Regions from separate parts of the Sus scrofa genome. Here region 1 is linked to region 2. Evidence: chromatin contacts called from public Hi-C data. All regions are on one chromosome and are shown on one strand. The core of a region is the stretch at or near the end of the contact, and the rest is flanking DNA. Distances in the headings are between cores, read along the strand shown.

The links. A called contact is a pair of places that touch in the nucleus more often than the background predicts.
Region 1: a Hi-C map of liver shows a contact between it and region 2, with 2.0 times the contacts expected there. The contact joins the enhancer-like site here to the promoter of NAIF1 in region 2. A contact is called at or near these places in 2 of 5 promoter capture datasets (fetal liver and liver), 23 of 47 Hi-C or Micro-C datasets (blood, brain, embryonic fibroblasts and 10 more) and 2 of 2 datasets of contacts at active chromatin or transcription factors (alveolar macrophages and skeletal muscle).

The regions. Positions count from the first base shown.
Region 1 is chr1:268,564,015-268,566,802 of Sscrofa11.1, reverse strand. All of the region lies in intron 2 of SLC25A25 (solute carrier family 25 member 25), which reads right to left. Among named protein-coding and RNA genes, the nearest start is that of PTGES2, 26 kb to the left of the region's middle. Within about 2 kb of position 1,257, at least 54 of the 83 cell types and tissues checked have an H3K27ac peak or open chromatin away from gene starts, as enhancers often do. A contact at or near this core is called in alveolar macrophages, brain, embryonic fibroblasts and 7 more, where this site is marked.
Region 2 is chr1:268,530,127-268,532,826 of Sscrofa11.1, reverse strand. NAIF1 (nuclear apoptosis-inducing factor 1) reads left to right here and starts at 1,299. Exons shown (of 5, transcript XM_003480616.4): 1 at 1,299-2,621; 2 at 2,624-2,700. The coding sequence starts at 2,264. SLC25A25 (solute carrier family 25 member 25) reads right to left here and starts at 1,075. Exons shown (of 11, transcript NM_001164510.1): 1 at 954-1,075; 2 at 822-951. The coding sequence starts at 1,075.

The DNA.
Region 1 (2,788 bases), core at 8-2,507, 34 kb before region 2:
GGCTGGAATGTGAGACAGATGCTGGTACATGTTCTACCAGCTAACTGCCTGCAGACACAGACACTTGTGCTCCGCCAAGAATGACACCGATTACGTATAGGTTACCACCCTAGATTTATGATGGGGCGGAAATTGAATCTGCATGTCATTTAGGGAGGAGGCGAACACTAGGCGTGAAGCTTGTGGGTATCCAGGTTGCTCTGCCACCAACGCCATCCATGGGCCTTGTTGGGGTGGGTGCCCCTGATACAGACAACCCAAGCATGTGCTCATGCAGCTGATTTCAGATCTTCCAAGTCTGTGCTTCTCCCTCAGACCTATCTCCCTCCTAGGACCCAAATCGCCCTCCCTGCCCCCGCCCCAGGGATACCATCTGAGCTGCACTGCCATCAGGAGCACTGGGGGGGACCGCACAGGGTCTGATTAACAGAAAAGTCAGGGTGTCCTTTAGGAGGCAGGCCACCCCCACAGACTCTAGCTGTCTCCCCAACTTAAAGCAGTGATGATTTCTGCTGCCTCCTACTCCAGAGAGACGCCAGGGAAGGCTGCCCCACTCCTGCCCCTTGGTTGGTTTCACCTAGGGCACAGCCCTGTCACCTCCAACCTCCGAAGCCACGGTTCCAACTCCTGGGGCTCCAACAAGGAGCCTCCCCGCTGGCCTCTCTGCCCCCCAGCTCAGAAAGAGCCCCACAGCAGCCAGACCCGTGCCCCCACATCCTGGCCCCACACTCCTCAGAACCCGCCTCTCCGCAAAAGAATTCCTCTCCATCTCCCACAAATGCCTTCCCTGTAATTCCAGCCTTTCTGGGAAGTCACATGAGAGCCAGTCACGCCCTTGACGTAGCCCTTCAGCCGGCTCTCGCCACGCGACAGCTGCGGGAAAAAAAACCTGGCACGTTCAGAAACAGTGGGGACACGAGAGGCGGCAGGACCCTCTCCCCCGGCTCATCCATTCCCTCGGCCCACCCTGATGCGGCGTACAGACCTGCTTCCACTGGCGGAAGGTGGAGAACTCCTGGGAGGGGATAAAGACACTGAGTTTGAAGATGGATTTCAGCTCGGCGGGAAGCCCCTTGGACTCGAAGTACTGGAACTCGGTCTGAGCTTCCCCATGAGGGGCACATACAGGCACAGGCAAAGCATGCTGGCGGGAGCCGGTTCAGGCGGCGTGCGCACGGGGGAATGCTGCCCAGCCCGGCACACTTGCCCAGGATATGCCGGGGCACGGCTGTCATTGGCTGCCTGAGCCCTGCCCTTTTACTTAATTGAAAAAAGTCGCTCACTGTACTTCCCGCCCGCAGCCAATGAGCACAGGCCCCCGCGAGGAGGTGGAGGCGGCCGGCCGAGTGCGGAGGGATCAGGACTGACGTCACCTGCTCCCCAGTTAACCCTTCGGAGGCAGGCGGCGCATCCGGTCCTGCCTGGGGATCCTGCCCCAAACCTTTACCCTCTAGCTGCCAACCCCTGCAAATAAACAGAGCCTTTGGCTTGTTTTGTTTTTCTTCCACAAGGTCCCCAAACGCGTCACACAGTAGTGGTTTCTCCCCTTAGTAAATCATTCCCAACAGAAAGAGAAGTGGATGGAGGATCGACTCAGTGCTCACGGGTCGGGTGGTTTAGCCATGACGGGAGAAGCTGGTGGGGTCGGGAGTAGGGGGTGCGTCCTGGAAGTGGCTGGAAGGGGTCATTCAACTGCAGGGGGGCTGCCCCCCCGGGGGGCTGCCCCCCCCCCCCCCCCGCGCCGAGCCGGCTGAGCCCTGGACTCAGCTGCCTGGGCCACAGGGCCTTCTAGACTGTTTCAGCTGGCTCTAGGGATCTTTCTCATGCCACCTTGCCCATAAGCACCCCTTCCCCTGAAGGTGCCACCTGGGGACCCCACAAGAGCCAAGGGGCTGACATTGGAGGGGTGGGAAGAGGACATGCTAGGCCAAAGGTCATTGTGCGGGGGGGGGGGGGGGGGGGGGGGGAGGGGGGGGCTCCTCAGCAGCACCAATCTGGGGTCAACCCCGGGCCTCACTTAAGTCCCTCAGACCTAGTCTTTGTGGCCATGTCCACTCAGAACACTCAGAAGTTCAGGGGATTGTAGCTTTCTGGCCTAGAACTGTGCTGCTCCATACAAAAGTTTTTCAACTTTAAATGGATTACAATTAAAGGAAACTAGGGAGTTCCCTGGTGGCCTAGCAGGTTAAGGATTCAGTATTGCCACAGCGGTGGTGCAGGTTCGATCCCTGGTCAGGGAACTTCTGCATGCCGTGGGCATGACCAAAATAAATAAATAAATAAATAAATAAATAAATAAATAAATAAATAAAATAATAATACAAAAGTAAATGAAAGGAAAAATTCATTTCGGAGTTCCCGTCGTGGCACAGTGGTTAACAAATCCGACTAGGAACCATAAGGTTGCGGGTTCGATCCCTGGCCTTGCTCAGTGGAGTAAAGATCCGGCGTTGCTGTGAGCTGTGGTGTAGGTCACAGACGTGGCTCGGATCCCGAGTTGCTGTGGCTCTGGTGTAGGCCAGTGGCTGCAGCTCCGATTAGACCCCTGGCCTGGGAACCTCCGTATGCCGCAAGAGCGGCCCAAGAAATGGCAAAAAGACAAAAAAAAAAAAAAAAAAAAAAAAAAAAATTCATTTCCTTTGTCACATGGCCATATTTGAGATACTCAACAGCCACACAAATTCCCCATATACATCTCTATCATCATGGAAGGTTTACTGAGCAACACCGCCCTAAACTGTCCTGTTTAGGTGAGGATGAGAGAAAACCTCAGGCCCTGGGCCGTCAA
Region 2 (2,700 bases), core at 50-2,549:
GGAGAGAAACAGCCTCTGCTTGAGGTTTTTAATACTGAAAGGACAGCACTTCTTGTCTGCCCTTCCTCCTTGGCTGGGAGCCTATTGGAGGACAAGAGTAACAATACCCCCTCCTGGGTGGGTCACACTTTCACTTTTAGGAAGGATTTCCCCCTAATTCTTTCATTCTAATCTGCAACCCTGTAAGAGATCACAATTCCATCTTCTGAATCAGCGTGTCCACGGGATGGCTCTAACTCCTGAGAATCATCAGTTCTCAACACCCCCAGATTCATCAGAAACCCCAGTTTCTTTTTTTTTTTCTAACTTCCACATGCTTCTGAGAGGAACCAGATCAGGGCCCACAGGCGGCATGGAAGGGAGCGGGAGAGGCGAGTGAGGGGTGTCCCTGGAGGAGGATGGATGAAACCATTAATGAAGGGTAGAGGGGAGCATCAAAGCTTACTCTTGAGGTCAGAAGGTGACATAAGGCAAACTTTTGAGATTTGACCTTCTACTTTGGGGAAAGCCCGACCAGAAAGGGGCTTTTCTACCATCAGAATGTCCAGAGAGTGCCCACCTGTAGCCAGGAGAGCCTTTCCTCCTGGCCCAAGAGCCCACAGAGGTCAAGAAGGAGCTCCACTCCCACCAGAAAATGGGGTGCCATCTGTCACCAGGGGGTCCCAGCCCACCCGAGAGGTCATCCACCAAGACAACCAAGCTCCAAGGGATTGCCCAAGAAGGCGATGGTGCAGACCAGACCTGTCACCTGGACCTCCCGAAGGTGCTGGGGAACGAAGGGAGTCCCCTCCCCGCCCACGCGGACAGAGCTCATTGCCTACCTGGAGCTCGCCCTCAGTGCGGTGCAGTCCCAGGCGCCGAAGCCCCACTGCTAAGTCGTTGACACACAAGCCGCCGTCGCGGTTGACGTCGAGAGTCTGGAAGAGGCTCCACAGGCGCAGCTGGTGGTCCGGCCCCCGCAGACGGCGCCGCCGCACGGGTCTACAGACGCCGGCGACGAGGCGGACGAAGAGGCGGTGGCGGCGGCGTCCGGCGGCGGGGAAGCCACGCAGCGGCACAACACACTGCTCACCATCGGGCGCGAGGCAAGGGCAACGGGCCGGCGGGGAGAGCACGAAAGATACGCGGGTGTCCCCAGACACTGAGCGCGGGCTCAGGGATGCCGGCAAGCTGGCCGGATGGGCGGCTTCCGGGAGCCCGGCCCCGCCTCTTGCCGCCTGGATGGTCACGCCCCTAGGCACGACGCCCGCCACTCATAGACCGGACGGCCACCTAGAGAGGCGGAGCCTCCCCAAGAACTGCCCACGCGGCCCTGGACTTACCCAGATCAATGGAGAGGGCGGGCGATCTCTGCTCAGCCAGGGGCCGATTCAAACTGAGGGAGGTGGGGATTGGCTGGGTCCGGCCGAGAGAGGAAGTCACGCTGTGATAGGCACAAGTCTTGTGATTGGCAGGCAGAAGGCCCCGTGTCATATTTCCATTGAGAAACGTGGTTTAGATGAAGGAATCGTAAAGATTGGAGGAGCTGTCCTATTCGTAGAGATTGTAATATCCGGTGAGAAGTAGGATTTACGTGAGGAGCAACTGTGAGATGCGCTTGCAAGGCAGAATTTGCGCACCTGGATGGAATTAAAAATTAATTGGCCAACATCTCAGGCCGCAAGCACTAGAGATCCTCAGGAGGCCGAGTTTTGGTAATCTAACTCCCTAAACCACAAATAAAAGAGCTGAATTTAACGGCGCAAAACTCGTAAAACTGATGATTGAACGACATGACTATTTTCCAATGGAAATGAATTAAGGCTAGGTTGGGTGGCGCGCTCCGTAGCGACAGACACGCCTTTAGACCAATCATCAGGCCAATTTCAGTAAATAGGCGGGCCCTTGGTTGAATGACAGATGGAAAGAACCAGTGAGCGACGTAATCTGTGAGCCTCGGCCAACCGGGAGGGTGGGTCCCCTGGAGAAGCTCTGGGAGGCGGGAAGAGGGGAAGTGGGCGGATCTCCGCACATCCCGGCGGAAGAGGCAGATTCAGGAAGCCATTACGCAGCTGGCTGGCAGCGGCTGAGCGAGTCGGAGCTGGGCCCTACGCAGTTTGCGTAACGAGGGGGGTTACCAAAGGCCTGGTGCTTGGCCTTGGACAAGCCCAGCCTATCCTCTGTAGGAGGGGGTGGGTGAGGAGCGAGGCTAAGGGAGAAGAGAAGGGGAATTTGGGCGGGTAGGGGATTATAATTTATTTAAAAGGCGGGGTGGGGAGAGGCCATGGCTGTCCCAGCCAAGAAGAGGAAGATGAACTTCTCTGAGCGAGAGGTGGAGATCATCGTGGAGGAGTTGGAATTGAAGAAGCACCTGCTGGTGAACCACTTCAACGCCGGGGTCCCTCTGGCTGCCAAGAGCGCAGCGTGGCATGGCATCCTGAGAAGGGTCAATGCCGTGGCCACCTGCCGCAGGGAGCTGCCCGAGGTCAAGAAAAAGTGGTCTGATCTCAAGACCGAGGTCCGTCGCAAGGTTGCCCAGGTCCGGGCGGCTGTGGAGGGTGGTGAGGCCCCAGGGCCCACTGAGGACGACGGAGCCGGTGGGCCTGGGACAGGTGGTGGCAGTGGCGGTGGTGGCCCAGCTGTAGCCCCGTACTGCTCACCCCCATGCAACAACGCATCTGCAACCTCCTGGGCGAGGCCACCATCATCAGCCTGCCCAGT